7 separate regions of the Mus musculus genome follow, and regions 1, 2, 3, 4, 5 and 7 are each linked to region 6. Evidence: chromatin contacts called from public HiChIP or PLAC-seq and promoter capture Hi-C data. All regions are on one chromosome and are shown on one strand. Each heading gives the region's core, a stretch centred on a gene start, on an enhancer-like site or on the middle of the called end of the contact. The rest is flanking DNA. Distances are from core to core; before and after follow the strand shown. Region 1 holds the start of Stac2 (SH3 and cysteine rich domain 2). Region 2 holds the start of Lasp1 (LIM and SH3 protein 1). Region 3 holds the start of Pip4k2b (phosphatidylinositol-5-phosphate 4-kinase, type II, beta). Region 4 has its middle 3.5 kb from the start of Arl5c. Region 5 holds the start of 1700001P01Rik (RIKEN cDNA 1700001P01 gene). Region 6 holds the start of Thra (thyroid hormone receptor alpha). Region 7 holds the start of B230217C12Rik (RIKEN cDNA B230217C12 gene).

Evidence for each region. Promoter capture Hi-C pulls out the DNA fragments that hold promoters and counts their contacts. HiChIP or PLAC-seq counts read pairs in DNA pulled down with a chosen protein or histone mark.
Region 1: an HNF4G HiChIP or PLAC-seq map of pancreatic cancer cells shows a contact between it and region 6. The contact joins the promoter of Stac2 here to the promoter of Thra in region 6. A contact is called at or near these places in 1 of 484 Hi-C or Micro-C datasets (embryonic stem cells) and 1 of 115 datasets of contacts at active chromatin or transcription factors (pancreatic cancer cells).
Region 2: a contact with region 6 is called in a promoter capture Hi-C map of pre-B cells, with 3 times the contacts expected there. The contact joins the promoter of Lasp1 here to the promoter of Thra in region 6. A contact is called at or near these places in 6 of 39 promoter capture datasets (the C10 cell line, cranial neural crest, hippocampal neurons and 2 more) and 1 of 115 datasets of contacts at active chromatin or transcription factors (pancreatic cancer cells).
Region 3: a promoter capture Hi-C map of pre-B cells shows a contact between it and region 6, with 5 times the contacts expected there. The contact joins the promoter of Pip4k2b here to the promoter of Thra in region 6. A contact is called at or near these places in 1 of 39 promoter capture datasets (pre-B cells) and 1 of 115 datasets of contacts at active chromatin or transcription factors (pancreatic cancer cells).
Region 4: a contact with region 6 is called in a promoter capture Hi-C map of pre-B cells, with 2.9 times the contacts expected there. The contact joins the enhancer-like site here to the promoter of Thra in region 6. A contact is called at or near these places in 3 of 39 promoter capture datasets (the C10 cell line, hippocampal neurons and pre-B cells) and 1 of 9 other capture datasets (adipose tissue).
Region 5: a contact with region 6 is called in a promoter capture Hi-C map of liver, with 4 times the contacts expected there. The contact joins the promoter of 1700001P01Rik here to the promoter of Thra in region 6. A contact is called at or near these places in 4 of 39 promoter capture datasets (the C10 cell line, liver and pre-B cells), 1 of 115 datasets of contacts at active chromatin or transcription factors (pancreatic cancer cells) and 1 of 9 other capture datasets (pancreatic islet).
Region 7: a FOXA1 HiChIP or PLAC-seq map of pancreatic cancer cells shows a contact between it and region 6. The contact joins the promoter of B230217C12Rik here to the promoter of Thra in region 6. A contact is called at or near these places in 2 of 39 promoter capture datasets (hippocampal neurons and liver) and 1 of 115 datasets of contacts at active chromatin or transcription factors (pancreatic cancer cells).

The regions. Positions count from the first base shown.
Region 1 is chr11:98,051,825-98,055,420 of GRCm38.p6, reverse strand. It overlaps Stac2 (SH3 and cysteine rich domain 2), which reads left to right and starts at 1,959. Exons shown (of 11, transcript NM_146028.4): 1 at 1,959-2,528. The coding sequence starts at 2,439.
Region 2 is chr11:97,797,739-97,800,852 of GRCm38.p6, reverse strand. Lasp1 (LIM and SH3 protein 1) reads right to left here and starts at 1,288. Exons shown (of 7, transcript NM_010688.5): 1 at 991-1,288. The coding sequence starts at 1,059. n-TCgca51 (a tRNA gene) reads left to right here and starts at 1,876; the gene lies at 1,876-1,947.
Region 3 is chr11:97,743,301-97,746,598 of GRCm38.p6, reverse strand. Pip4k2b (phosphatidylinositol-5-phosphate 4-kinase, type II, beta) reads left to right here and starts at 1,895. Exons shown (of 10, transcript NM_054051.1): 1 at 1,895-2,153. The coding sequence starts at 1,995. It overlaps Cwc25 (CWC25 spliceosome-associated protein), which reads left to right. Exons shown (of 10, transcript NM_026186.4): 10 at 1-1,129. It overlaps Mir8102 (microRNA 8102), which reads right to left and starts at 1,702; the gene lies at 1,564-1,702.
Region 4 is chr11:97,997,951-98,001,304 of GRCm38.p6, reverse strand. No RefSeq gene overlaps it. Among named protein-coding and RNA genes, the nearest start is that of Arl5c, 3.5 kb to the right of the region's middle. Within about 2 kb of position 1,859, at least 88 of the 459 cell types and tissues checked have an H3K27ac peak or open chromatin away from gene starts, as enhancers often do. A contact at or near this core is called in pre-B cells, where this site is marked.
Region 5 is chr11:97,774,580-97,777,884 of GRCm38.p6, reverse strand. 1700001P01Rik (RIKEN cDNA 1700001P01 gene) reads left to right here and starts at 1,967. Exons shown (of 3, transcript NM_028156.2): 1 at 1,967-2,233. The coding sequence starts at 2,027. Rpl23 (ribosomal protein L23) reads left to right here. Exons shown (of 5, transcript NM_022891.3): 5 at 1-359.
Region 6 is chr11:98,740,316-98,743,727 of GRCm38.p6, reverse strand. It overlaps Thra (thyroid hormone receptor alpha), which reads right to left and starts at 1,943. Exons shown (of 10, transcript NM_001313983.1): 1 at 1,722-1,943.
Region 7 is chr11:97,839,302-97,842,616 of GRCm38.p6, reverse strand. B230217C12Rik (RIKEN cDNA B230217C12 gene) reads right to left here and starts at 1,482. Exons shown (of 3, transcript NR_169086.1): 1 at 1,388-1,482; 2 at 1,041-1,143; 3 at 1-433.

The DNA.
Region 1 (3,596 bases), core at 710-3,209, 690 kb after region 6:
CTCAGGGCCAGAAGGGTGCTGAAAAACAGAAGGCCTGGGGAAATAAGTACGGGTTTATAGCCATGCATTAGAAGGTGCACCTTTAGGGGATGGAGAGATGGCTCAGTGGTTAAGAACACTGGTTGCTCTTCCAGAGGATCTGGGTTCAATTCCCAACACCCATGTGGCAGCTCACAACTGTCTGTAACTTCAGTTCCAGGGAATCTGACACTCTCACACCTACACATGTAGGCAAAACACTAATGCACATAAAATAAGAATAAAGATATTTTAGAAGAGGAAGAGGAATAAGAGGAAGCACCTTCAGACTGAGTGGGGAGAGAACACCAGGGCCTATGGGTGACCATATTTCAGGTGTTGCAGGATTTTAGAAGAGCCTAACTTAGAGAGGTTTGGAGACTTCCTGGATGATAATGGAAGTCCATTTCTGCTCAAGTCCAGACAGGAAAACTAAGGCTCATGGTTGCCTGATTTTCCATCCACAACGAAAAGCTGTCTGCCCTAGCCTTTTTTTCAGTTTGAGTTTTGTTTTATTTTTATTTTTTATTTTTTTGTTTTTGATTTTGGTTTTTTGTTTTTAGTTTTTAAGACAGGTTTCTCTGTGTAGCCCTGGCTGTCCTGGAACTCACTCTGTAGACCAGGCTGGCCTGGAACTCAGAAATCCACCTGCCTCTGCCTCCCAAGTGCTGGGATTAAAGGCGTGCACCACCACCGCCCGGCTATTTTTTCTTTTGAGATAGGATCTCACTATAATCTTAACTGGTCTGAACTTACTTTGTAGATGAGACTGGCCTGAAATTCACAGAGAGATATGGCTTCCTCTGGCTCTCGGTTGCTGGTATTATAGGCATGCACCACCATGCCTGGTTTGGCTTCACTTTTGACTCATTAAGGTGTCTTCAGTCTGTAACCTTAACATTAGGGAGACTGCAGCAGGAAGATGATGCGTTTGAAGCCAGCCTGGGCTACATAGTGCATTCCAGGCCAACCTGGGAGACATAGACAGACCCTGTCTCAAAAATAAAAAATGTAGACTGCTAGGATAGTTTTTTGTTGTTGTTGTTGTTTTGTTTGGTTTGGTTTTTTGAGACAGGATTTCTCTGTGTAGCCCTGGTTGTCCTGGAACTCACTCTGTAGACCAGGCTGGCCTTGAACTCAGAAATCCTCCTGCCTCTGCCTCCCAAGTGCTGGGATTAAAGGTGTGTGCCACCACGCCCCGGCACGCTAGGATAGTTTAAAATCATTCAAGTATAAGGGCCTGACTTTAATCTCCAGCCTCTATTTAAAAGGGCCAAATCCACAGCACTGGGAAAGTAGACAGGATTTCTGGGGCTCCACGGCCAGCCACTCTAGCCAAATTGGCTTACAATGAGAGACTCAGACTCAAATTTCTTGGTAGATGGCTCCTGAGGAATGGAACTGGAAGCTAACCTCTGCCAACCAAACTCACACGTGCGCTTCTCATACAGTCAGACATAAGAGCACGCGGATCATAAACACACACAAAACAGCCTGTTCTCTGCTTCAGGGAGCGTCTATAAGTCTAGTAGTGGTATGTATAATTTGATGAGATTCTAGAAAGGCATCAAGTTAATGGGGCGAGCGGGTCTTTTTCTCTGTCAAGGTGCGGCATCTTCCAATGTGCACTATCAGAACGCTGTAACTTTGATTTTCCTCTCGGCTATTCTGCGGCATCCTCGAATTATTTGCATTTCCAGACTCTAGTATCATTGTCCCAGCCCTCCTTCAATTTTGTCTCCCCACCTATCGGCCCCCATTTCGGGCTTTCCATTGTAAAACTACCCCTCCGCTTCTTTACCCTCCAAACCCCTCCCCATCTTGTCGAGCCCCCCAAGACTCCACCCAGCTGGCCCTCCTAGCCACCACCGCAGCCAATAGCTGAGAACCTTCATTTGCATAGCTGCGCGGGGGAGTGGCGGAGGGAAGGGGGAGGGACCAGGCGACCTCCTAAATCAAAGTTGGGAGGCTAGGACTGGGCGGAGGGGCCGCCGGGTGCAAGGCTGGGGCCGGCGCGGGGAGGGGGAGGGAGATGGGGGGCGGGCGCAGAGGACGGCGGAGCCGGCCGGACTCGGACAGCTCGGTCGTTCCCTGGCTTTGCACATCCGCGCATCCCTACTTCCCTCCTCCTCCCGCGGAGCGCAGCATCCTCTGCAGACCCTTGGTCCTCACACCCCGGGTCGTCCAGCTTCCGCGGCTCGGGGTAATTGCCTCCCTCTCCCCTGCCACACCGACAACTTTCTCCCCTGGTGCCTGGGGTTAGGGGGCTGCTTTGCCTGGGAGGGTTTCTCCTGGGGTCACTGAAGAGCTGCCCCTGGAGAAAGGCTTGAGAGTCCCAAAGAGACGCCCGCCACTCACAGCCTGACCCCAGCGGGCCTGCCGTCGGGTCTCCGCACCCTCTCTTCCTTTATACCCCAACCATGACCGAAATGAGCGAGAAGGAGAATGAACCGGATGACGCGGCCACCCATACCCCCCCAGGGACCGTCTCCACCCTCCAAGAAACCAAGGTAAGTCGTGGGGTGCGAGGCCTGGCCCCGCCCGGGCATCTCTGACTTGGAGCGCTGATCACAGTGGCTGGGTCCCTTTGGGGTTACGGAAGCTAAACCGGGCCCGCGTGATTCCTAAGGCTGCGCGCCGTGCCGGGGAAGGAGGAGAGGGTTCGCGACGAGGGGACCCAAGGAGCAGATCACACGAGCACGACCCGCCAGAACGCGCGAGGCGCCGACGCGCTCCGGCTCCCTCCTGGGCGGTTGTAACTCGGCTTTGTTGGAGGGAATCGGCGCAGCGGAGGCGCAGGGCGTGTGTGGCCGTGTGTAGCGGGTGTGGGCCGGTGTACGCGCGCGTGTGTGCGTGCGGGGCGCACCCTCCCGGGGCCGCCACATCGCTGTCTGCGGCTCCCCGGGGCCCCCTCTCTCCTGCCTCTGAATTCCTAGCCACAACCGTCTCCTCGGAGCGTGCAGACTCTCCGCTTCTCTTTGCTTCCCTACGTGCTCCTCTGTGTGTCTCCGGCGTCCCTCTCTGACCCACAGCAGCCTGGCACGCACCTCGCGGACCGGTTAGGCTGGGGGCCCGAAAGGCTGCGGCCCCGGGTGCGCAGCTTTCAAGCCGGCGCTGGGGGCTGCGGCAGCGCGGGCCGTCGGTGGCGGGCGGGGACCCGGAGTGTTGCGGTTCCAGAGCCAGAGGCAGCCCCACCCCCCGCTTGGAGAACCAGGAGAGGGGAGGAGAGAGGGCAGAATCAAAAGAAGAAGTCATCGTAATTAATGAATGTCATAATTAACCCTAATTATCTATGATTGTTACTCTTGCGGGAGTCACAATGAATAAATTATTCTCCTATGAAGGCAGGCGGAGCCCAGACTGCGGGCACTGAAAGAGGTGGGGGAGGCTGTCGCTTACATTCCACCTCCCACTCCTAATGAGTCTGCCCCCTCCCCAACTTCTAGATGTTCATGAAGTTCTGTGGGAAGCTATCTGAGCGCCGGGAAATGGGAAGAGAGGATACTGTGGGAGGGAGCCCTCTCCCTTCCCTAGACTTCAGGACAAGACTTCCTCCTTTCTCCCTTCCACCCTGGTGT
Region 2 (3,114 bases), core at 39-2,538, 940 kb after region 6:
TTCAGTCCCCCTTGCAAAAGTGTAATGGCAAACAGATGATCGGGTCCAGCCTGGGCCGGGGGATGCGTAAGAGCCCCTAGGGGCCAGCTGATTTCCAGAAGGCTACCCCCCTCCTCTTAAAAAACTCCTTTTCGTCTGCTTCCTCAGAACTCGGCCAATCCCACCCTCCATCGGAGAAAACAGCTCTGAAAAGTTAGCTCTTTGTTCTCTAAGCTGGTCTCCAGGCTGAGCACAATTTCAGATCTCCAAGAAGCGTCCTCCCCACTCCCTACCCCGCCCAGCTCCGACTGGGCAGCCGATCACCCGGAGTGGCTTGCAATTTGAATTGGGGGTTGGGGAAGCTATGAAGGAGGTCTGCGGGTTCCCCAACCACAAAAAAAGCAAGGAGGGGACCAGCAGGTCGTTCAAAAAGAGGGGGTCTCGCAGTGAGATTCCGGCGCTGCCCCTAAATCCCTTTCACCACAATTGACACTCGCTGGACGAAGGACCCGACGCAGCTTCCAAGCCAGGAAGCCAGGCTACCGGCAGCCCAAGCCGGGCGGGTAGCGCCGGCCCCAGCCTCCGCCCCGCCCCCGCCGCCCCCTCCCCCCAGCGCCCCGCGCTTCCGCCTACTTGGCGCTGGCCGCCGCGGGGAAAGGGAGCGGCCGTCTCCCCTCTCACTCCCGGCCCGGGGGGCGGGACTGCACCTCTAACCTCCTGCACACACCCGGGGAACCCGGTTCCCTGGTGCTCTTCCGCCCTTCCTTCCAGCCCTCCTAACCTCGATGCACAGAGGCCACCCATCTCCAGCGGTGGCTGCTCACCACCTCGCCTTGGACCTCCCAGGTTCCAGACTGGGGTCTGTCCCCACACCCCAAGTCGCCTCCCGCCTTCCTTACCTGCTCTGGGGAGCGCAGGGAAGAGCCCGCAAAGACCCGGCCCCTCTTTCCTCCCCTGATGGAGAGCTGCACTAGCACTGGCTAGCTCGCAGCGCCCGGTACCCGAGCTCACCTTATCCAGACAGTTCACCTTCTCCGTGGGGTACACGATCTTGCCGCACCGGGCACAGTTAGGGTTCATGGTTCCGGGGAAAGACTGGGGCGGGGACGCCCGTATTCGCGCGCGTTCCCTTTTCCTTGGGCGAGCTGGTGGGAGGCGGCGGCTGCAACTGTGCAGGCGACGGCGACTGGAACTGGGGAACTGGCCTCCGCCTCCGCCCTCCTTCCCCTAATAAACACAGTGGGGAGGAGGGGCTGCACTGGCTAGGGCGGGGACGCGCCTCGGGCGCGGAAAGAGGCGCGCGCGACCAGGCGCGCTCCCCGGGCGACGTGGGGCTGCGTGGGGGCGGGTTCCAGGGAGGACTGCGGGACGGGAGTGCAGGAGCCCCTGAGCTCTCGGGGTGCACGTGCCCCTGGGCTCCGCGACCGAGGACGGGCCCGGGCCATGGCCCTTCCCGCGCTGGAGAAACAGACGCGAGTGTGGCAGAGCCCGATTTCCCATGAGAGGGGGCAACCCCACGCACCCGACGATGGTGGGGATAGTACAGATTCTCTAGACTGGGGGACTTTCCTTAAACCCGTGGGTCCCCAGCATCAACCTGCGGGGAAACCACCCCTTGCCCCGCCCCGCCCCCCAGCTAGTTCCCTTCCCGCCCACATCCTCTCCCACATAGGTACCTGTCCCTTTCCCTTTGGACTCAGCACCTCCGTACGTTCACCCTCCCCGCCCCTCTGCGCTGCAGCTTTCCCATGGATTCTTCGGATTCAGGCATCCTCTGCTTTCAGCTTGGCCGCCTTTGCTCTTCCATTCTTTTCTCTTGCCCCTATTCTACCTGTGTAGCAGCTGCGACAGCATCTTAAGACTGAAAAGAGATTGCTTCAAGCTGCGCGTCGGTGCGGGGGTATAGCTCAGTGGTAGAGCATTTGACTGCAGATCAAGAGGTCCCTGGTTCAAATCCGGGTGCCCCCTCAGAGTCTTTTCCTCTCTTCAATGACAATAAAAATACGTTTCAATACAAGTATGATCTTGATTCGACCCTGGGTCATTAAAACAGGTAAAAAGATAAAGGCCACTCCTCCTTTTAAATCTGAGCAGAAAAGCCTTCGTTTTGCCTCGTACCAAGCAGAAGTTGCACGACTTTATTTGATTGGCGCCAGAGTCCTGGAGATTTCTGCCCATGGTATGCTTGTGAATTTGAATTGGATTGTTCCACACTTTGGGTTCGGAAGCCAAGGTCACTCCCCAGGTTGACGGTGTGTGTCCGTTGAGGGTCAAGGGTCAATCAAAAAAGGGAAACTTGCGGACATAGCCCTTCTCCAACCTAAGCTTTCCTTTCCCTTTTTCGTTTCATTCTATGATCCTTATTATTCTATATCCTCACGTTTCATTGTGACTTGGTGACGTGGACCGAGTAAAAGCGCTCCGAGACCGTGAAACCGGGAGGAGCACTCGTCAGCTCCCTTCACTGCAAAAGAACAAGACCCCAAAGCCAAGTAATATAAATGAATGCAGTGGTTTTCACAACTTGTGCGTGCTCTAGAGTGACCTGGGGGAGGGGGGGGCTCATTAAAACGTCCCCAGTTTCCGATTGTGTAGATGCTGAGGAAGGCCTTGGCAGTTAGCTCTTTGGCGGATTTGTCAGGTAAATCATTCAAGGACGCAAGGACCGCTCTTTGAGGATCACCAGAATATTATTACCACAACGCTATCAAGTTTCAAATCCTCAACAGGGGACAGGTATCTAGCTGCTTTAAGGTATCTGGTCTGGAAGAAATCTCTAAGTGTGAACAGGGAAGCAAGGGCGGCCCCTCAGCTAGGTTTTGCCCAAAAAAAGGAAAAAGAGACAGACAGAGGCATGCTGCCCGTGTCAGGGTGTGGCTGTGATATTTTAAACATGGAATCTGGTTGTGTCATCCCAGGACCCCAGGGGAATATTCACATGCATTCCCTCCCAGTTCCCATTACAGTTCTCTGCTGAGCGGAACAAGGAAGGGGACTGAGCAGAGCTTGGGGCAAAGCACAGAGATACCAGAGAAGCGAGTCTCTGTTCCCAGACGCTGGGCCTTGAACTTGTACATTCTCCAGCCTCAACATCTCAGACAAGACATTCGTTTTTTATCTCTTTACACTGTGTCT
Region 3 (3,298 bases), core at 646-3,145, 1.0 Mb after region 6:
GCATCCTACAGTGGGCACCCAGTGGGGCAGGAATCAGGACCCATGTTGTCCGATGACTCCTGAAAGAAAATACTTGGGAAGCTTTTTGCTTTCTGGCTAATTTTTATTTGTTTGTTTGTTGAGGCAGGGTCTCTTGTAGCTCAGGCTAGCTTTGATTGGACCGGGGAGCTGACGGTGACCCTGCACTTTAGCTCCTCTGACCACACACAGTTGCTGCTCCTGCCACTGCTGCTTTGTGGTTTGTCTGTGATACAGGGCCCTTGCTGGTCCAGGGCAGCCTGATGGTGGCTCTCCTGCCTCAGCCTCCTGAGTGCTGGCTGCGGTTAGGCCATCCCCATCCTCCAGCTGCCTTTATCCTGTAATAACTAAAAATCTAAGACAAGACTCAAGGGGCCACACCCATGTCTTTACTGCCATTCCTTTCTCTATTCTTTCACCAGAAGCCCTCATTTGTTTGACCAGGGAACTTCTAGGTGCTTTTTAAACAGACGACAGATTCACCCTAGCGGTAGCTGACCTTAAACTGTAGATCTCCTGTTTTAGTCTCTGGAGCTGTGATTACAGACCATCTGGCCCTCAGAGGTGCTCTTAATTCATATATTAAGCCATTTCGTTGTTCTACCAGTTCCTAATTTCTCCTAAAATATGTTTGGATTTAAGCACTAAAATTCCAGTCACTGTAATTATTGTTGTTGTTACTTTTTGAGACAGGGTTTCTCAGTATAGATAGCCCTGGCTGTCCTGGAACTCACTCTGTAGACCAGGCTGGCCTTGAACTCAGAAATCTGCCTGCCTCTGCCTCCCAAGTGCTGGGATTAAAGGCATGCGCCACCACGACCGGCTGGCACTGTAATTCTTAAAACTCAGTTTCTCCCCAGACAATATAACATTATTCATTTAATCATCTCATCCTTCTGCCCTATGTTATAGTTAATTATGGCTTTTATTTTATTACTTGGTAATAAAGGCTACATTTATTTTTGTAACTGTGTAGAGCGATCTACCACGTGCCTGGTACTGAGTCTTGATATCCCAAGTGTTGACCTGTGATTTGTGTCGGATACAGAGACCCTTCGACCAAGTGGAATTACATAATAAACCATGGGCAGTTTATTCGAGATTTCTTGGAGCAAGAATGAAAGGATTATTACAATACGCGTCTACAGATGCTAGTGGTGTCTAAACTTGACCATCGGGATAGAGGAGGCTAGGCGGCAGGTGGGTGGGCGCGCGGCCCATTCATAAAACCTAGGATTCCCGGCCTGCTCCTCTGATTGGCCCCCGGGAAAGGGGGCGTACCTTGCGGGTGGAGCGAGCCGTCGGCCCAGGGGAGTGGGAAGATCCACGCTTGGGTGGAGCGAGGGGGCGGTCCCTGGTTTTCTAGGCAGGACTTCCTTTCCCCTTTGCCGCGTTACTCCTCTGTCCCCCGGGGTGGAGATGGTATGTTCCAGCTTCTTCTCATGCCGGCCCCTCTTCCCCTCCCGAAGCGGCGGCGCTGCCGCCATTTTAGTACTTCATGTGGAGGCAAAGTCAAAGCCCGGCCTTGAGGGTGTCCGAGTAGGGAGCCCTTCTTGCCGAGTGCCTCGAGGCTGTCCATCCCCAGTCTTCCTCGTTCCCCCGCGTGAAGCCGGCTGGGTTCCCTTCAGGCCGGGAGAGGAGGAGTGGGCGGGGCAGCTGCAAGCGCCCGGGGACGGGCGGTACCATTCCGACGGGGAGGGGAGAGCCGGGATCCAGTGGGCGGTGCCGCCCGGGGGCGGGGTGAGGATCAGGCTGGCCTGCTCCCCGGGGCGGGGCGGGGCGGGGCGGGCCGGCGCAGCGAGGGCGGGGCGTGGGGCGGACGGAACCACCGGGGCGGGGTGGGGAGGTAACGGGACGGGCGCGACCATGGCTCGGTGAGGCAGCGGGGGTGGGGATCGGTTCGGGGGAGGCCTGGGGCCGCTCGCTGGTGCGCTGTCTCCGCCGCCCCCCCTTTCGCCGCCGCCGCCGCCCCGGGCATGTCGTCCAACTGCACCAGCACCACGGCGGTGGCGGTGGCGCCGCTCAGCGCCAGCAAAACCAAGACCAAGAAGAAGCATTTCGTGTGCCAGAAAGTGAAGCTATTCCGGGCCAGCGAGCCGATTCTCAGCGTCCTGATGTGGGGGGTGAACCACACGGTAACCAGCTTCCCCGTGCGCGCCCCCACTCCCTCCGGCCTCGCCACGCTCGCCCCGCGGGTGACGCCTGCAACCCTTCCGCCGAGCCACTTGCATGCCCGCCCACCCGTGCACGCTGTCCGGCCGGGCGTGCACTCCCCGTTCGCCACGCGAGGCCTGGTGTCCCCGTGCTATGCCGTCGTCGTTTCCCCTTCGCTCCAGCCCCTCTGGCTTCTTGTGTCCGTATGCTGGCTCCGTGCAACCCCGGAGCTTCCGAGGGAAGGCCTGGGTGCTGCAACGACGCTGCTTCTACCCTCAGCGTGTTTGTTGCATGGCTATTCCGCTTGTCTCTTATAGCTGGCTACCACATCATTGCTCAGTTGACAGGGCAAGTGGGACTGGCTTGCCTGAATGTTCCTGTTTGTGGTCCTTTGGGTGGTATGGCTGCTCAAAGTTTCCCATCTTCTAGGCCTCCTTACCCCTGACTGTGGACATCCTCTCTGGGTTTCCTTTTTTTCTTCTTCTTCTTCATGAAGACGTATCAACTGGAGAAGCAGAGACTTCTCCAAACCACAGACACTTGACTTGTGTTCCCATGGATGAAGGATAAGTGCGAGCACAAGGCCCGAGGGAGTGTAGACTTGGTTATGGAAATAATGTATCTTCCTCGTTCTTCTGTGATGTTTCAAAGCCATTGACTTCTCGTATGGTTTTCCAGGGTGTGATAATGGTGATTACTGTCTCAGATGAGTGGTCCTTTGGGTCCTGGGTGCTTTGGGATGGTGCAGCAGCCTCTGCCAAGAAGTTGGATGTGGCCGACGTTAGCTGGTTGGCTCTGTTTATGTGCTGTTTGTTTGGGATCTGCTCTCTTTCGGTGGCTTGCTCTCTGCCTTCTCACCGTTTCTTTGTGAGTCCCTACACTGAGAGCAAACAGAGGAAGTGAAAAGACCTGAGGTGCTGACTCCACCAGCCACAAGTTTAGAATGGGGGTGGGTGGGGGGAGGATAACGGGTCGGGTCTCCTTCGGATTTCATTCTTTAGGCTCCATGACTTTTCTGAACACTTGAAATTGTCTACAAGACCAAACAATGACCCAGGGACCCAGGGTCAGGGAGACTTCATTTTCTCTTGCTTTGGTAGAAGACCTAGAGGGTCCTTTGGCTAGA
Region 4 (3,354 bases), core at 610-3,109, 740 kb after region 6:
CCAGCCATACCTCCTGTTTCTTCCCTGCAAAGGGGGCGGGGTGGGGTGGGGTGGGGTGGGGTGGGTGCTGCTAATTGAGCCGGTGGGCTCAAGCCTCACTAGTTCACATCTTAAAGACACATACTTTGTTTTTATTTATTTATTGCCCCTTTCTACTCTGACCTCCCTGTGCCCTAGCAGCTCCTCACTAGGGAAGGGTGAACTTCGGCTCCTCTGTATCTCAGAGGTTTGCCTGGATCTGCCTCTTGACTGCTGGGATTAAAGACACCACACACTTAGCACCCAGCTTGGTGTGTGTGTGTGTGGTGGTGGTGGGGGGGGTTATTTGTTCACCTCCTCCCGAGACAGGGTGTCACTCAGTACACTCAGTAGACAAGGGTAACCATGTATCTCCAGCTACACTGGGATTTATTCAGCATCCCCAGATGCTGGGATCACAGCAGTGGGTGAACCAGCATGCCAGGAAGTTTTATTTTGGGACAGGTTTACAATGTAACTCTTGACTGACCTGGGACTCATGCAGCTGAGGTGGGACTCAAACTCATAGCAACTCTCCTGCCTCACCCTCCTGAGTGTGATTGCAAAAGTTACAGATGTGCTATCACACGGGTCCTGAGAGCTTTGGAGCCGGGGAGGTTTTCCGCTGGTGTGAAGAGGTTGGAGAGACCAGGCCCCCTGAGACATGTGAGAACAAAATAAGCAGGTGGCAGGCCCCTCCTCGTCACCAGCTGCCAGGATGTGGGCTCTCATAGCTGTTGTCCTGCCTCACACAGCACCTGCAAAGCTTCCTTGCCTTCCTAGGTCTTGTTTTTGAGGTGACAGCTCTAGAAGACTTGAACATCTGGGTCCCCTGCCTGAGTGCTTCTGTTCATAGTTTGTGTTTAAGGGTCAGTCTGACATCGGACCCCTGATGGCCTCCAGATAAGCCAGCAGATCACAGACAGGGATCTGGGCAGCCCAGGGGCAGAGTCCCTTGGGGAACTGATAGTAGAGTTGTTGAGAGCCCTGCTCTGCCTCCCATCCTCCCCACTACCTTTGCATGGTAATCGATCATTCACGTCTATGTTTAGGTGTGGAGCCAGCATTTATTAAAGATCTCCTCTGTGGTAGGCACAAGTCAAACTGGAAACCACAGATAGCGCTCCAAGTTTCTTGCTGTGGGGGAGCAGTCAGTACCGGGAACACCAGTTCCTTAACCAGAGAGGTCAGAGAAGGCTTTGAGAGGGAGGTGAAGCTCCCTTGAAACCTGGGAACATGGTTAAGTTAACCCGAGGCAGAGAAGAGGGAGGAAGTTCCTAGTGCAGAGGAGAGAGGGGACATGCATGACATGCTAGTGGCTCCTGACTAACACAACATGGTGACAGCTGGTGGCCAGAGCAGCTTGGCAGGAGCAGGTCACAGCAGGCCTTCTAAGTTTTGTTCTGAAGGACTGTAAATGGTCATGGCTAGACACGGTCTTCCCTGCAGATAGATGATGCCGCTGATATCCACCTGGGAGGAAACCTCAGTTCAGGCCATAGAGGAAGGCAGCCACTGACCCCTAGAGGAGTCCAGCGGGGTGTGTGTGTGTGTGGGGGGGCAACTTTACCAGCCTCCACAAATATCATTATGTGCTGCCTGTGATCCCCAAGTTCATAATTCTTCTGCTCCAGGAAACCCTGATTTTGGAAAGAGTAGGGGTTAGGGGGTTGAGATGGAGGAAGCAGGTGTCCAAATACGTCTCTTCCTGCACCAGCTGCCTACAACTGCATTTGCTCAGAACTTAGGTAGGTATTTCTAGCCGGCACAGATAGTAGAGATGGGGAGGAAGTCTTGTTTTTAGGTAACCACGCCCTCTACCCACTTAGACTGCCGGATCAGCAAGCTCGTGGGTGTGGACACGTGAGGACTTTAACAGCCATGACATCAGCCAGCTTGGTGCTGCCACCACTTCTGGGACTCAGAAGCTGAGGCAGGGGGATTCCCTCCTAACTGATTTCCTTTCCCTCACTGCTTCTCTGACTAGCTTCTTCCAACTCTGGTGGATACTGCCTCTGTGACAGAAGGGGGGCAGGCCACAGATCCCAGGTCAGCCCAAAGGTTCACTGTCCCCCCCCTTTTTTTTAATTGATATGAATACAGTGTCACTGTCTTCAGACATGCACCAGGAGAGAGCATCAGATCCCATTACAGATGGTTGTGAGCCACCATGTGGTTGCTAGGATTTTTTTTTTTTTCAAGACAGGGTTTCTCTGTGTAGTTCTGGAACTCACTCTGTAGACTGGCCTCAACCCCAAGTGCTGGAATTAAAGGCGTGTGCCACCACTCCCCAGCAAGGATCACTATCCTGAAATAGGCTGGGTTAAACTGAGGCCACTTTGGCCCAGGATGGGCTTGTGGTTTCAGTCCAATATCCTAAATCTTGTTTTAGCTTCCATAGTGGCTGTCTAGGCTTCCTTCTAAATCAAATCTTCTCAGAGAAGTGTGTGTGTGTGTGCACGTGTGTGTGTGTGTGTGTGTGTGTGTGTGTGTGTGTGTGCACTCGCGCATGTGCGTGTGTGCATGCGCTTGCACAAACAGCATGGAGGCCAGAAGAGAATGCTGGATCCCCTGACCTCCATGGACGCCAGGAACCAAACTCTATTCCCCTGGAAGAGCAGAAAGCCACTCTCAACCCTTCCTAACTGAGCCCTCTCCAGCCACCACCGCAGTTCTGTTCTGTTCACTCAGTGTGCCCCCAGCTTGCCGAATGTCACTTTCAATTCTGCAACTGGGTGACAAAGCAGGACGCCTTTCTTCCCCTAGGAACCAGATGGCAGCCATGCCTCAAACACTGGGTGATTTCTCCAAATACCTTCTGTGCCCCTGTCAAGCCTCCCAGCCCCAACCCCAGCTCCCTTCCTGGGGCTGACATGGAATCAGCCCTGATGGACTGTGTGGATCATGTCTTCAATTCTGTGTTGTTCTAGCTCTGTCCACCAAGAGGAATGGGATGAAGGTGTGTGTCATATGTGCCTGGGTGGGTCTGTGGAGGCCAGAGGTGAGCTTCCAAGGGTTGGTTCTGTTTGTCTTTGCTTACCACAAGCATCCCAGTTAAAGGCTGCCAGGTGTTTCCCTTTCAAAGCAGAGGAGACATTGAAGCACGGGCACTGGTGAGAGATCTGGCTAAGACCGGGGCCTGAGTGAGGACCAGTGGATGTAAATACTGCTGAAGTAGGCACGCAGGGGCTGTTTATGGAGGCTCTCAAAGGCCACATAAGGAAGTTGCTTTGAACTCAGTGGGCAACAGAGAGCCAGCCAAAGCTGATGGAGTGGGGAGTCATGGACCCTGAACTGTCTTTAAGAAAGGTTGGGCCAGCCGTGGTGGTGCACTCT
Region 5 (3,305 bases), core at 718-3,217, 970 kb after region 6:
CTATAAAGATTCAATTGTAGAAGGTTCACGTCTCAATGCCCACGTGGTAGCTGTAACTTCAATTAAAAAACAAAAACAGCCGGGCGTGGTGGTGCACGCCTTTAATCCCAGCACTTGGGAGGCAGAGGCAGGCGGATTTCTGAGGCCAGCCTGATCTACAGAGTGAGTTCCAGGACAGCCAGGAATACACAGAGAAACCCTTGTCTCCAAAAACCAAAAAAAACAAAACACGCATTCTTTTCAGGTCTTTGCTGGGACCAGGTACACATAACACAGATAAATATTAGAGCAAACCATGCACATATGGTAAATTATCTTTGGGTTTTGGGTCCCTAAAATAAAGTGGTGTGTTCATTGTGTTTCTGTGAGTGCTTGAGAACGACCTTGAAGGTTGAAGCCTGGATGGCCACTTGAGTGTTGTGTACAGGAGCCCTGTGCTTGAGTGCAGATGTTTAGGTCATCTGGTCATTAGCCAGAGGTCACCTTTCCATGGCTGTGGTTGATTAAGGTACTTAACACTTGTGGACTTTTTTCAGAATGAAAAAATAGGGCTGGAGAGATGGCTCAGCTGTTAAGAGCACTGGCTGATCTGCCAGAGGTCCTGAGTTAATTCCCAGCAGCCACGTGGCTCATAACCATCTGTAATGGGATCTGCTGCCCTCTTCTGGCCTGTAGTTATGCAGGCAGAGTACTGTATACATATAAATCTTTTTAAAAAGAATAGAAAATAATGTCCACAGAATGATGTATAGAGTCGCCCGTGTAGTGATGTCCAACCACCTAGAGACAGATCTCTACGTTCAGGGCCAGCCTGGTCATGTGTAGTATTTGCTGTGTTTACCCACCTTTGGCCCACTTTAAAATCCTGCTTCTGCTGGATTTAGCTGTGGGGGTGCTGGAATGTGTACCAGCCCTTGGCCAGAGGAAGTCATCCCTATAACTGGTGTCATTTGAGCCCTATGTCCTCTAAGAGTAGGCAGTATTGTGTCCCCTCCTGCTGGGATCTATAGGCCTACACCTGTCAAACTTTTCTACTGCAGACTATCGGGTCTTGTGTTGCCTTTTTCAAGACAAGTTTTCTCTAACTGCCCTGGAAGTCCCAGCTGGTCTCTACCTCCCCAGTACTGGGATAAAAGGCATGAACATAAAAGTCCTTAGCTGTGTTCCTTGAATCCAGCAGAGTTAGTACATTTTTGAGGCCCTGTTGGACAAAGTATCCAAGTGGAACTACTGAGTAAGGAATTGATACCAGGTGTGGCATGTGCCTGTAATAGCAACACTGTAGCTATCAAAAACTTGAGGCTTGCCTGGCAGTGGTGATGCACACCTTTAATCCCAGCACTCAGGAGGCGGATTTCTGAGTTCGAGGCCAGCCTGGTCTACAAAGTGAGTTCCAGCGAGTCAGTGAAGCCCTGTCTCAAACAAACAAAAAAACCAAGTGAGCCCCCACCATGCCTGGTTTGCAGAGACCCTTCTAAACCTTAGCTACTTAGACTGAACTTAGGAGGGTTCTGAGAAGATTTGGCCAAAATGTGGACAAATGGGGAAAAGTCAGCCAGGAAATTTACTAAGTCTGAGTGTTGAGTCTGGAAATGCTGGACTGCACTACTTCGTAGAGGAACTGTTCGATTACCATTTGTTGTTGGTTTGGTTTGGTTTGGCTTTGTATAGCCCTGGTTGTCTTGGGACGCTGCCACTACGCCGGCTCAGTTACCACACAACTCCCACTCGGGCACACCTGCACTCATATACATATGAAATGTTAAAACGTGTGTGTGTATGAATGAGTGTAAGCAAAAGACTCGGGTTGTAGCAGCTTGGTATAGAGTGCTTTCCTACTATGCCCAGGCATAAAGCCTTCCTTGGGTTAAGTTCCAGCATCACGATAAGATGGGCGTGGTGGTGACCCTGAAATAACAATAGGGTTTGTGTCTCAGGGAGGTAATTGACAGACGTAACAATGCTCAGTGAAGTCCCCATCTAAGGCTCCAGAAAGCTCTCAGACTCGAAGACTGCGGTGGTTAGGATGGCTTGTTGTTACAACAGTCCTCGGCGACTCGAAAAATCTTTTGTTTTGGATGGGGTAGCTGTGAGCACAATGGCCCAGGCCTACAGCATCATGAGGCCCAAGCTGTGGTCTGCAATTCCGCCTTATAATCCTCAACTGGACCACCACAGTCGTCGGTACTTCCGGAGCCGCGTGGTTCCGCCCATTTTGCGGAAAACTGATCAGGTAGGTGTGGGAGCATCCCGGAGCACCTGCGACTTCAGGCAGTCAGCTTGTGGGTTTGGGTCCTGGTGGCCCAGGACTTCGAGGTTTCGCACCCCTCTAATTCTGGGCCTTGAGCTACCGGGCGCTGTGCACCGCTGAGGCCCGCACCCTGCGGCTGTTTTGGTGAGTTAGAGGAGCAGGATGAGAGAGGAGTGCTGGTGCTGAGCTCATTTGGTCCTTTCTACCCAGAACCCCACCCATCTACAGTCTCATTTCTTGTTTCTGCGAGCAGAGGATAAGGCGCAAAGCCAAGTCTCTACAGACAAATAATAGATTTCTTTGTCTTTGTGACGTCACAGGGGCCGCTTAGCTGTGACCTCACTACGGATCTTCAAAACCCACAGAAACTACCAATAAGCTTTGTGAACCAAAGGGGATTGCCTTGTCCTATGCTGTCACAGTCACCGGGTTAAGGCTGGCTTGCACCTGTGAGCCCAAGGGAAGCCATTGCCCCATCTCTGCAGACATCCTACTTATACAGGATCATAGATCTCAGGCTGTCCATTGACAGTTCATTTCTCCCAACACTTTTTAAAATTTTTTTTTACTTCTTGTTTTGATGTAGTCTCGCTGTATCACAAGCTGTCCTTGAGCTCTTATGCTCAACTGATCCTCAGTCTAGTTAGTGGCTGAGGATGTAGCTTACTGGTACAATACCTACCTCACATGGAGGAGGTCAGGCACACCCCCCCCACACCCATTAAAAAACAAATAAACAAACAAACAAAAACAACTAATGGCTGGGAATGCAGGGGTCCAGCCCACGTCACCTCCCTGTTTTGGTAAATCTCCAACCCAAATATGCCCTGTCAATGAAAACATGACTCAGTTAATATGAATACATGCTGTGCACCTAGATTGGCCAGATCTACTGCTACACTACCAACTTCCATATCTATGAGACCCCTTAGATAGAACTTGCAGTTTCTCCAGGCCATGTGCTCTGCTTTTCTTCTTCCTCCTCCTCTTCTGCATCCTCTCTCTCTCCCATTTTCTACTTTTCTCTCCCCACCTTCTGCTCCACCTTCCCTTT
Region 6 (3,412 bases), core at 694-3,193:
AGAGATTCTCCCATGTCTTAAGGAGCTTGCCATCTAGTAACGGGGTGGTATAGCAAGTGACAGTAATGAGACTCTATTATCAGGACTGCATGCTTTGCGCCATTATGCAGAAGGGTCTTTTAATACAGATAAATTTGATTTTCTCGGTAGCAGAGATTTTATTGTCTATAGAACCTCACTCAGCTCCCCAGCCAAATCCAGGAAAATACTTGTTGCTAAGTTCTGTACACATGTATTGATGTGTAGCTTCGGTTGTTTGTTTGTTTGCTTGAGTGACAGTGATCGTCATGGCAAGCAATGACGGCTACATGACTGGACACATGTGAACATGTGTGTGTTTCTGAATGACAGGGTCTTTTATGATTGTGCGACTGTGTCCAATTGCTGTGTGTGTGCATGTGTGCATGCATGCATTCGATAGTGACTTTCTCGGTGTGGGTGACAATGACTCCTTCTTACCCCTGTGTGACAGCATCTCCCTGTGATCCTATGCGTGGGTATGTGCATAGGCCGTCTCTCCGCCCTGCTCTTGGTCTCCCGTGGGTGTGTCCCACCCTTTGAGCTCCACTCTGCAGTGGAGGCCTGCCTCTTCCCTTGTCCCCATGTGGGTGTGTCCAGCAGCTCCTGTCCTTGAATCTGCCTGGATGTCCCCGAGTGAGCATGTAGCTGTCTGTGTAGGCATATCTGTTGTCTGCATGTCACCTTTGCCTCCCCCTTCATCTTGGACAATGGCCCCCTTCATCCCCTCCCCCTCCTGGGTCCAGAGCCAGCATTCAGGGGCAGGCCTCCCGTCTCCCTGGCTTTCCTTCTGTGTGCTCCCCCCTCCAGTCCCTAAAATGGGTGGCTCTCTTCATTGCCTCTGACATCTTCCCAGGCCTTCTTTTCACACTGGACAAGGGAGGGCCCAAGATAGAAAAGGGGCACCAGAGACACGTTGCAAGGGAGGGAAACGGGGAGCATGCACGCGCGCGCGCGCGGACACACACACACACACACACACACACACACACACACACACAGAACACGGGTCCATTTCTTCCTCTCTTCCCCAACCACAGGCCAACAATTCTCCTAATCATCTAGGGACCATCAAGTACACCCCCACTACTACAAGCTCACACTCCCCCCACCCCACCCCACCCGCCGCGTTTTTGCAATTAGGAGTGTTGCAACCAGAAAGCCATGCTCAACTGGAGAGGTGGGGAGGGGAGGGGGGCTTCTCTCTCCTCCAGCCCATGCAAGCCCCTCCACCCTGCCGCACCCACATTGCCCTTCCTAGCTAGAGACAGCTTTGCAAAGGCCATTCGGTCTCTTTGGCTGGGGGGGTGGGGGGACACGACAAGCTTCTGGCACACCGTAAACAAACCGCGGCGGGGCGGGCGGGGGAGCCTCGGCAGGCAGCGGGGCCCAACCCGGGAATGCGCAGCAGACCGGCCGGACAGAGGCCGGGGCGGGCCCTCGAAGGGGAGGCCCAGACGCCATCTCCCTGGGCGAACCCCGGGGCCCACCGACCACTTAACAGCACCTTCTTTCCCCAGGGCGTAAGTGGCTAGCTCTCGGGCTGTGACAGGGTCACCCGGGCGCCGGAAAAGACTGAGGTCGGCGGCGGGAACCCCCTGGGCGCCCCCAGCCCGCCTCCAAGCTGGCCAGAGACCCGCGGCTTTGCATAATCAATCGCGATGCATTTGCATATTAATGCCCCCTTGCTCCCTCCTCCTTACCTCGGCTTGGCGCGCTGGTCCGAGCTGAGCAACGACGCGGGGGTCTCAGCGCCCCGTGCCGGGGGCGTCCATGGGGGGCCGGTGGGGCCCGGGCCGCCCGCCTCCAGCGCCGGGGTGTGAGTGCGAGTGAGCGCGGGGGGGCGGGGGGCGAGTGTGGCGGCCCCGCGGCTCCTCCGGCAGAGGCGGCGGCCGCTCTGGCTCCTCCCTCCCCCGCCCCGCTCCGGCTGGGGCTCCAGCTCCGCGCGCCCGGCCGGCTCGCGGCTGCTCCCTGCAGGCCGCCTCGCAGTCGCCGGTCCCCGCCCCTCGCCCCCCGCCGCTCCCCAGCTCCTGGCCGGCCGCCCCGCAGCCCCTCTACCGCCTTGGCCCCTACCAGGCTCAGACTCGCCCACCTCACCCCCGCCCCCCCTACGGCTCCATCCAGGAGCGACGGTCGGTGACACGTTTTGAGAAAGATGTCATTTTCAAATAAAATAGCTTTCATTTGCGAGGAGAATTGGGGGAGGGGGGTTCTGGTTTGCACCCTGGGGTAGGGGGAGAAGGACCGAGGAGATCACTGCACCTTATAAATCCGGGAGGAAGTCCAGATACCAAACGCTAAGGGTAGTTTCAGAGTTCGGGTCCCTTCTTTGCGAACAACTCCCTGTGTGACCTTGAACACATTACAGCATCCAGGGTAAGAGCACAAAATCCAAAGGTTGGACAGGTTACTTCTGAAATCCTCCTAACTTCAACCATCCTATTTCTAGCCGTTTTGGAGGCTCGTTCCACATTGTGCCTCCTCTCTCGTTTCTAACATTAATGCTGAATCCACTGTCTCCTCTTGCAAACGTCTCTGTTCTCCATGGAAGCTCTTTCTAGTCACTGCCCACCAGCCATTCCCCAACAATATACTCCTATACTAAGCTTGGGGAATGGGGGTGGACAAGACTCGCTACAGCCCCTTATCTCCCAGCTTCTCAGAGGTGATATTTCCTCTCCTGTGTATACCATCAAAATCCAAATGGTTCAAGGGCCAATCTAAGCAACAGAGTGGCTGCAAATAGGTGGACTCCTTTTCTCAAAGGAGAGGTCTCCATGCCAGTTCCGGACCCTTGCGCGCGCACGCGCGCGCACGTGCGCCAACCACACACACAAAACACACAACACACACACACACACACACATACACACACACACCTGCATTCGTGGACATAAAACCCTGCCAGTGACGCCAGAGCCCCTTTCATCTTGGGATCTACTACCGCCAGGCAGAGGTCTAATTACCCTAGCACCCCCCTCTGGCCCCGCCGGTTCCCCCGCTATCATTAGCCCAGTTTTACCAGCGGGGGCCATAGCCTTCCCACGGCTCCCAGGGCGGAGCCCTGCCTCCACAGCCTGCTCTTGGGGAGGAGCCAGAGAGTGTGTCTGGGGAGCTGCTCTTCTAACCGTTCAGTTCATACTGGATAGAATCGTTTGCTGAGTGGGTTGCTGACCAACAGTCTCTCCAAGTTGGGCTGCCCTTGCACATCTTAGTTCCAGCCACCTACATCCTGAGCCAATGGACTCACTTCTCTTACAAGGGGTTTTAAGGGTTTACAAGGGATGAGGAGAAGGGAGAATGCCTCTCGTGGGGCTCCCGATAGGGAAGGGACAGGAAGCTGGATGAGGGAGGAACGAAGTGGAAGCCTACGGTTACTGGGGATGGCAAGGGG
Region 7 (3,315 bases), core at 233-2,732, 900 kb after region 6:
GGGTTGTAAGTCAAGGGAAACCACGCAACCTCAGGCTGTACAAACTGTAAATTACTGATCAGTGTTTGCCCTTGAGGTTACAAGGGAACGCCTGCTTGTGAAGCAGAAAGCAAAGAATATTTTAGCATCGTGTGCAGTTGCATTTAGACCTAAGGAAAGGCTGTCCATATGAATGTTTGGGCAGTCTCCACTCTGACTTCACTGTTCCAATCTTCCATATTCTGAATAGTCCCTGTCTACAGCTCAATCGCATGCAGCAGCTGCCAGTGGCTGGCATTCTTGGACTAACTCCTGATGTCCCCAGGAGTGCCCCTGCCTCACAGAATGCCTTCGTGCCAAGGGTCAGCCACATCCGGATACACTGGAAGAGATCAGTTGGGCCTCAGGATTGCTGCTGGTGGTGAGAGGCCTCTTGCTGGACCCGACACAGGAGCTGTGGGAAACCCAAAAACAATGGTCAGCTGCAAACTGCAGCAGGGGTACCCCTACTGGTCAGGAACTAGCAGGAGTTCTGAGAATCCTCCCCATTCCTCTACACAACTGGGGAAAGTGGGCATCTCCCTCACCCCTTACCCCAAGTAGGTTTCATTTGCTATTTTTTCTCAAGTGGGAGTTAATCACTAGTGAACTAATGAATGCAGTTATGGCGCAGCAGTGAATTAATGAATACAATTATGCCAGCAGATTTGAAAACTGCCTTGTCCACACATAAGGATGTACTGTAGTCATTGTCAGGAGAGAATGGACAACTTGGTTTTGCATCTACCTGGAAGGAAATTAGGAAATAATAGTCTGTCCCCCTCCACCCCCCAGCACACTCCCTCCCATCCTACCTAAAACCTAGTGCATTTTATTTATATTTATTTATTTACTTATTTGTAGTGATGTTTATTTTTAAGAAATAACATTTTAAATCAATTCCCAAAGAAAGCTGGCCTTTCTTATTCTTTTCACATTGATCCAAGAAATGCTACGTCAATGTGTATGACAAATAGATACAAAAACAAGCTTTCTTTTCATTTTTTTTTTTTAATCAATACCCGAATAATGACCAGAAGCAAAACTCCACCGGTGCGTCAGCAAGCAGGATGCTCGGCCCTTCAGCTCCATCCTTCCCCTCGCAGCCCCTGCAGCGCCAGGCCACTAGAGAAGGTAAATTATGTAGGACAGAACCACCAGGCCTATGATGGCAAAGAACATGAGGATGAAAATATCCAGCATGGCTCAGTACAAGCAGAGGAGTCCCCTCGATTCCGGGGAAGTGGGAGCTGCAAGCGTGGAGGTCGGTCAGCGCGGAGAAATGGCTCCTCTTCCCTCCCGCTTCCTGTTCCCTCCCCCTCCCGGGGACCTGAAGCTAAGGGATGCTGCAACCCCATCAGCAACTTACTCTCCACCTCCACCATCACGGCCAGCCAATCACAAAGTCCACGGTGGGTAACCAGGGAACAGCTACTTTTAGACCAGGCAAAACCGGAGAGGTTTAATTTCTTCCCAGGAAGCCAGCCCCGCCCCTTTGTGTGGAAAAAAAAAAACAAAACAAAAAAACCGCTATCTCTATTTAGATACAGTTTCTGCACTGAGTGGGCTGCTCCGGAAGGTGTGAGCGGAGGATCTCTACAGACTCCTTAGGAATGGATTTTTCTGCCTTCCTTTTTCCTTCTCCCTCTCACACATCTCTGGTAATCTATCTCAGAAGACAAATTGTTGCCAGTTTTGTGGGCCATTACCTAGTTCAGAGAACATAGAGGAAGGTCTCATGTGAGTCTCAGGAGGCGAGGGGTGGGGGTAGGGCGACCCTGGGCATGGATCTGAGTTTTCTCACTGTGCTGGGGGTCATTTCAACCAGTCTGAAGTCTTTTAAAGCCTGAGCTCAAGGGTGGTCAGGAGCTTGCGTGATAAATTTAACAACTTGTCAATAGGGGGCAGGAGTCAAAGCGAGCCTCTCACATTCCACCAGACGCTGGCTTGCCTTGTTGGTCTGGGAGATCCTCAGAGCCCAAGCTCATTTGTGTCACATGAGGTCTCTCCTTCCCTTCTGTGGTGCCAGTTTCCCCCGTTTGTTTTCTCTGGATCTTCTGAATTTACCTCGTGTCGTCATCAGAGAAAACAGCAAAAAACCCACTCACACCCGCTCCTAGTGTCTAGAGATGCAAATCCAAGCATGGTTTTGTTGTTTCTTTTTGTATTATTATTAATTATTGTTGTTGTTTTATTTTGTCTTGAGGGAGTCTCAGTTAGCCCAGGCTGGCCCTTGACTGGATTCTCCTGACTCTACCTCTCAGCCTCTGAGCACTGCCATTACAGCTGGCTTTCATGTGGTTTCTTCTGAGGGACCGAATCTTACAAAAACTCAATGATAGGGCTCAAGGGGTAATGGTGTTGTACACCAAACCTGAGGACCTGAGTTCAATCCCTGGGGCCCACAGTGGAAAGACAAGGACTCCTTTCTGTTAGTTGTCCTGTGATGTCCACACATGCCCTTTGGTGTACACACACATACATAAACAATCACATTAAAAAAAAAAAACCCACACCCACTGCGATGTATTTTGATTCTTTCTGCTTTGTGTTGTGTACCAACTGTTTATTAAAAAGGAAAGGATTTCTATAGGTCAGTTTCTAAGGTCTGGCATTCTTAGACTCTCCCCAAATATTTTCTTTGAAGGGTCTAGACCTTGAGATCTTAATAACCCCCTTTCTTTTTTCTTTTCTTTTTTTTTTTTTTTTTTTTTTTTTTTTTTTTTGGTTTTTTGAGACAGGGTTTCCCTGCAGCCCTGGAACTCACTTTGTAGACCAGGCTGGCCTCAAACTCAGAAATCCACCTGCCTCTGCCTCCCGAGTGCTGGGATTAAAGTCGTGCACCACTGCGCCCGGCCAGTAACACCCTTTCTAACAGGAACTTAGTCCACTCTCAAGAGGGGAGCCCTCCTGAGCAGGCGAGTCCAGCAGACAAGGCCACACTGGGTCACAGGCTTTTGGGCTGCTCTTGGGAAACTCGAACGCTGCTAGGTCCTTCCCCTGCCTGGAGCACTCCCCACACTCAGCTCACTCAGATTACACTTAGCCCTTGCCTCTCCCTGCTGTTCCGGAGGGAGTCCAGAGAATGCTTTCACGTGAAACCCAGGTAGGAAATGCCCCTCTCCACAAAGCCTCTGGCCAGGTGGCTGCCGACCAGGAGTCAGGGTCCAGCGGTGCTGTATTGCTCAGCACAGATGCCTTCCCAGGAGCAAAGAGGCTGCAGTGTTTGCCATCAAGCTGGCTGGGGACGGGCCATCCCAGAGCTGGGAGACGGGAGAGGGAAGACTGCCTCCCGCT